Linked DNA regions of Macaca mulatta: region 1 is linked to region 2. The links are chromatin contacts, called in public Hi-C maps. All regions are on one chromosome and are shown on one strand. Each heading gives the region's core, a stretch centred on a gene start, on an enhancer-like site or on the middle of the called end of the contact. The rest is flanking DNA. Distances are from core to core; before and after follow the strand shown. Region 1 holds the start of DIXDC1 (DIX domain containing 1). Region 2 holds the start of FDXACB1 (ferredoxin-fold anticodon binding domain containing 1).

Evidence for each region. A called contact is a pair of places that touch in the nucleus more often than the background predicts.
Region 1: a Hi-C map of liver shows a contact between it and region 2, with 3 times the contacts expected there. The contact joins the promoter of DIXDC1 here to the promoter of FDXACB1 in region 2. A contact is called at or near these places in 4 of 14 Hi-C or Micro-C datasets (CD4 T cells, cortical neurons, fetal cortex germinal zone and 1 more).

What each region holds. Positions count from the first base shown.
Region 1 is chr14:112,673,743-112,676,852 of T2T-MMU8v2.0, forward strand. It overlaps DIXDC1 (DIX domain containing 1), which reads left to right and starts at 1,443. Exons shown (of 21, transcript XM_015115680.3): 1 at 1,443-1,712. C14H11orf52 (chromosome 14 C11orf52 homolog) reads left to right here. Exons shown (of 4, transcript NM_001194789.1): 3 at 1-51; 4 at 289-951. The coding sequence ends at 528.
Region 2 is chr14:112,625,548-112,628,715 of T2T-MMU8v2.0, forward strand. It overlaps FDXACB1 (ferredoxin-fold anticodon binding domain containing 1), which reads right to left and starts at 1,685. Exons shown (of 5, transcript XM_015115679.3): 1 at 1,467-1,685; 2 at 1,062-1,218. The coding sequence starts at 1,638. It overlaps CFAP68 (cilia and flagella associated protein 68), which reads left to right and starts at 1,755. Exons shown (of 4, transcript NM_001194787.2): 1 at 1,755-2,103. The coding sequence starts at 2,059.

The DNA of each region.
Region 1 (3,110 bases), core at 193-2,692, 48 kb after region 2:
AGACGGACACTGAAGCCACAGCCACGACAGCTGCAGCAGAATGGCCCAAAGGTAATGACAGGCCTCTGTCCCCTCTCCGGGGCTGCTCGGACATGGGATCCCAGTAGCCAGCTCTTTTGCCCTGCAACAGACACATTTCAGTCACCTGTAGAATTTGCTGGCTCTGTCTGTCCTCCTCTGCCCCTCAAAGGAGCAAAGCGAAGGGACATCAGTCGACCTGCCCCTGCATTGGAGGTGAGGGGCAAAACCAAGCCATGAATCTCCCTTAATGCTATCCATTCCTCGCAGGGCCATGAAACAACAGGACACACGTATGAGCGGGTGTTACAGCAGCAAGGGTCTCAAGAGAGGAGTCCAGGCCTCATGTGGGAAGACAGCAACTTACATTATGCTGACATTCAAGTGTGCAGCCGTCCCCATTCCTGGGAAGCGAAACAAGTGCATTTAGAAGACGCTACAGAGTATGCGACCCTTCGCTTCCCCCAGGCCACACCTCTCTATGACAGCAAGAACGGGACCCTGGTGTGAGCCTTGGGGAGGAAGGCCCAGTCCATCGTTAACCACTACTCCTGTGGGGGAGAATCTACAGCTTTGGGGAATTGGGTGGCAACCCAGGGATGTTGGCCACGTTTTAAGCTTAAAGAACTCCAAAGCCCCAGGAATTGTGAGCGTCCCAGTTTCTCCCCTGGCCTCTTACTTGCCACTGTTAGGTTGGAGTTATAGTTGGTTTAGCTATGAGTGGATAGCTAAACTTAGGTAGCCACATGAGGTTAGGTGGAGTGTGCAGGGAGGTAGGTCTTCGACCTCACCATTGTTGCTCCTGCTCTTGAAAAGTGCAGAAAGAGCAGGTTAAAAGTTAGCCTATAAGCACGTGGGCTGATCTTGTCGGACTTTAATTAATGGTATCCTTTTTCACACACCTTAAACTCCAAAGCTGAAGGGGAGGTGCTCTGGAAAAGCATTCTGAGCTTTTACATTCAGACACCAGGGCTGGCTTGGGCTGAGTCAGGCTCCAGACCTTAACAGACAAATGGGGGAGGGGGATGAGGCGTGGAGGAAGCGCTCTCCAACCATGGGCCTACAGAACCTCAAGACACTGATAACCGACAGCACAGCGAGGCCCGGAAACTTCCCTCGGAGGGACTGTTGGCTCTCGCAGGTGCGGGGCCGCTAGGATCAATAAATGGCCTGAGAAACATGCCTGGCGTGTTTTCTGGGGCGGGGCCCCAAGGCTCCTCGCGAGGACAGCGCATCCCGCCCAGTTTTAAGGGCGGTTCGAAAGTCCAGCCAGTAGAGAGGCCTTCCGGCCCCACCCCCAGGCCGCGGTTGGAGGCGGAGCTGGAGGCGGGTGGGGTTTGGGAATAACAGGGGGCGGGCTACCATTGGCAGAGGGCGCAGTTCCCTTGAGGTCCTTGCCGGGATTGGTTGTTGTCGGGGCTCCTGGGAGGCGGGTCCGGAACGGCAGTGGGAGGATCTGGGTCCGGGGGCGCGGGGGCGGTCAGGACCTGCAGGAGGCGGGATCCGGCGGGCCGGAGGCGGGACCAAGGCCGGCAGGGGCTGGCTCGGGCTGGCTGGAGGCGGGCGGGGCCTGTGGCCGGCCTCCGCATCACCATGGCAGCGGGAATGCCGCGGCAAAGCCAGAGCAGGGGCAGGCCCAGCCCAGGAGGGCTGGGGACAGAGATGCTGAACCAGACGGACCCATAATTTAAGAGGTAGGTGCTGAAAGGTGGCGGGTAACAAAAATATTACCCAAGTTGATCATCCACATCGAAACTGGGGACACGCGGAGGTGGCGAGGTTGAAGCGGGTAGGAGGAGGCTAAAATTTCAAAGACCAAACCCACTCTCAGCCTTGTACATTCTTAGTGTGCAGTTTCCTGCTTCAGACTTTAAGAGCTTGGAGAGGAGGGGTAACGCACTCCCCTTTCTCAGTCTGTTCTCCGTTCTCCCCAAATACCGCTGTCTCTCTGCTGGTCCCTAAGAGGGATGATTAAAGACTGGTAGAGTACTGAAAATGAAATTGTAGCACACGCACACACAAAAGTTGGCAATGATAGTATCCGCCTGGCGCGGTGGCTCATGCCTGTAATCCCAGCACTTTGGGAGGCTGAGGCGGGCGGATCACCTGAGGTCTGGAGTTCGAGACCAGCCTGGCCAACATAGTGAAACCTCGTCTCCACTAAAAATACAAAAATTAGCCAGGCATGGTGGCACGGGCCTGTAATCCCAGCTACTCAGGCGGCTGAGGCAGGAGAATCGCTTGAACCGGGGAGGCGGAGGTTGCAGTGAGCCGAGATCTCGCCACTGCACTCCAGCCTGGGGGACAGAGCAAGACTCCATCTCAAAAAAAAAAAAAAAAAAAAAAAAAAAATAGTATTAGCTCCATAAAGTGTGAGAATTTAAAGCACTTGCAACAAGTACATAGTTTGTAGTCAAATGTTGGCTGCCATTATATCATTACCATTATCACTTTTTCCCGGCCTGTTGTCTGGCAAAGAGTCAATGCAGGCAGATTCAGAAAAGGTGGGTTGGAGGGCTGCCCCCACCACTAATTTGTGGAGAAACTCTGTAGCCTATTTTCTATATATTAAATGAAGGTGGCCAGGCGCGGTGGCTCACGCCTGTAATCCCAGCACTTTGGGAGTCTGAGGCGGGCGGATCACCTGAGGTCAGGAGTTGGAGACCACCCTGGCCAACAATGAGAAACCCTGTCTCTACTAAAAATGCAAAATTTAATGGCCATACCGCCCTGAAAGGCGCTCGATCTCTTTTGATCTTGGAAGCTAAACAGGGTCGGGCCGGGTTAGTACTGGCGGGGCGGGGTGGCTCATGTCTATAATCCTAGCACTTTGGGAGGCCGACGTGGGTGGATCACCTGAGGTCAGGAGCTTGAAACCAGCATGTCCAACACATGGCGAAACCCTGTCTCTACTAAAAATACAAAACATTAGCCAGGCGTGGTGGCTGACGCCTGTAATCCCAGCTACTCTGGGGGCTGAGGCAGGAGAATCGCTTGTACCGATAGGTGGAGGCTGCAGTGAGCTGAGATCGCGCCACTGCACTCCAGCCTGGGCTGCAAAGCGAGACTCCATCTCAAAAAAGTTTTAAAAA
Region 2 (3,168 bases), core at 435-2,934:
TATAATCATGTAGAGCATTGTTTTCAGTTCACAATAATTTAATGAGGCTGTTACTTTTTTTTTTTTTTTGAGATGGAGTCTTGCTCTGTTGCCCAGGCTGGAGTGCAGTGGCACAATCTCAGCTCACTGCAACCGCAACTTCCCAAGTTCAAGTGATTCTCCTGCCTCAGCCTCCCAACTAGCCGTGATTACAGGCGCATGCCGCCATACCTGGCTAATTTTTTGTATTTTTAGTGGAGACGGGTTTCACCGTGGTAGCCAGGATGGTCTCGATTTCCTGACCTCAGGTGATCTGCTCACCTCGGCCTCCCAAACTGCTGGGATTACAGGCGTGAGCCACCGCGCCTGGCCCAATTAGTTACTATTAATATCCCTAGTTTACACTTGAGAACACGGAAGCATGTAAAGATTCAGTAAGCTTGCTTAAAATAACAACTGTTGGCCAGGCATGGTGGCTCATGCCTGTAATCCCAGCACTTTGGGAGGCCGAGGAGGGCGGATCATGAAGTCAGGAGATTTAGAGCATCCTGGCTACCACGGTGAAACCCCGTCTCTACTAAAAATACAAAAAATTAGCCGGGCGTGGTGGCGGGCGCCTACACTCCCAGCTACTTGGGAGGCTAAGGCAGGAGAATGGGGGCGGAGCTTGCAGTGAGCCGAGATTGCGCCACTGCACTCCCGCCTGGGCGACAGGGTGAGACTCTGTCTCAAAAAAAATAAAAATAAAAAAATAACAACTGTTAAGTGGTGCGCTGGGATTTGAATCCAGGCAGTCCGGCTTCTAAGTGAACGTTCTTAGCCATTAGACTATATGGCTCTCATTATTTTGCACTGTCAAAAACAAATGATCGTCTTTTACACACCCAAGAGTACACTATTTGTACTTTCATTTAGCATTTAGGATTTATATATATTTTTCCAACCTAAATTGGGGGTTCCTTTGATGTTTTATATTCTCTTCTAAACATATAGTAGCTTGCACGTGTGCCTTATGTTTGGGTACAGTAACTATGTTATGGACATCTTAAACATTTTCCTTGTGAGGGCACTCCTTTCCTCACCTTTGGAAAAACTTGGCAAGCAGTTCCCTGTTCTTAGCTACGCCAGCTTTGCGTCCACAATGCGGAAAGTTGAAATAAATTTGATTAAATTCTCTGTCGTGCAGTTCAAAGACATCTGTCAGCTGGGTGCAGTCCACACCGAAACGTACATCAATACCTGGCAAAGATAGTATAGGGGCGCAAAATAGAGATGGGAGGACGCCTTAAGACATGGAACAGAAAACCTCTTCCTAACTTACACCGTGCAGACCAGCCCAAGTCTGGGCACAAAGCCGGCTTTATGTGAATATCCGTGGGACGATCAAGAACAGTCTCCACGTGGGTTACATCCCCACGCCCCCACCCTTTCCACTTTGGGACGCGCCAGCCGCTGGGCGGGGCTTCGCAGAGGGGCGGGCTCGCTACCTCGCTCGCGCAGGTACCGCAGATTCTCCCGGGCCACTGGATCCCGGGTCAACTCGGCCTGTCGCTGGAGGCAGGTGGCGGTAAGACGAGTGTTCTGATCCAGGGTTTCGCTCAGAGCGGCGGCGAAGGAGAAATTCCCCTCCCCAACCAACAGGAGGCGCCGAGGGGCCATGGCCTCCACGGACTCCCAGCTCGCGTTCTCTGTGGCGCTCGTTTTACGTCACTTCCTTCGCGGATCTCTGCCCGCCCCCTCTTCACTCGTCGCTAGTTGATGAGGCACCCTTGGCGCCCGGTTGTCTAGACGAACTGGTGCACCGACTCCTTGGGAGGATAATAACTATGAATGCAAAAGCAAGACGCCCACTTTCCTGTCCCCTCGCCCTTTCAGCCCCTCGGGAAGATCATAGTGCCTTTAGCCCAAGCATGGCCTTGAGCGACTTCATCACACCTGCATGAGGTCACAAGCAGTCACAGGGGTGAGGCGAGTTCTGAGTGAAAGAAACGGGGCGGGGCTGAGGCCAAGGAGAGATTGGACTGTGTCTCGCATGCTCTTGACGCAGAAGGTTTTGAAACTTTTTTCACCTCGTCCGAAATGGCTGCCTCCCAGTGTCTCTGCTGCTCAAAATTTCTCCTCCAGGTGCTTAAATCTCCTATCTTCTATTCATTCAAGAAAGATTATTGAGGTCTATTGCGTGCCAGGCCACTGTGAGAGTGGTTACGATATATGGATGAACAAGACGTGGCCTGTGATTTCAGTGAGCCTGCAGTCTGGTGGGGAATGCACAGAGCAAAAGAGGCAACTCTGATATGGCAGGGTGTGTGCTATGCGTGGAGTGATTCAGTGTGCAATGGGAGCGCACAGAAGGAGAACGTTACCAAGTTTTTGGGCGAAGTGGGTCAGAGTCCTTGGATGAAGTGAACCCGAGTTGAAAGCTAAGAGGGTAAAAGTACATCCTAACTGGGTTAAGAGGCGTGAAGAGGCAGAAAGAGCAATATATGCAAAAGCTTGATGGAGAAACAGAATAGTTGAATTGGGCTGAAACGCAGTTGGAGGGAGAGTAACAGATGAGACTGAAGAGTTAGGCAGGGGGCAGGTCACAGGGAGCGTTGTAAGCCTTTTTAAAAAAATCAACTTTTATTTATATATGGGGGTACATGTACAAGTTTGTTACGTGGATATATTGCACCCAGGTAGGTTGCAGGTTTGTTATATGGGTATATGGCACCTAATAGTTTTTCAACCCACACCACCCCCCTCCCCACTCTAGTTAGTAGTCTGCAGCATCTGTTGTTTCCATGTTTAGGTCCCACTTATAAGTGAGATTGTCAGAGGTATTTATAACAGAGCAACTCCATCTTGAATAGGGGCTAGGTAAATAAGGCTAAGACCTGGGCTGCGTTCCCAGTAAGTTAAGGCATTCTTAGTCACAGGATGAGATAGCTCAGCACAAGATACAGGTCATAAACACCTTGCTGATAAAACAGGTAAAGAAGCCAGCTAAAATCCACCAAAACCAAGATGGCGATGAGACTGACCTCTGTTCATCCTCACTGCTAGTGCCATGCCAGTTTAAAAATGCCATGGAAACGTCAGGAAGTTACCCTATATGGTCTAAAAAGGGGAGGTATGAATTAATCCACTCCTTGTTTAGCGTATAATCAACAGTCTTAAAAATGGGCAACCGGCTGCCCTCAGGGCTGC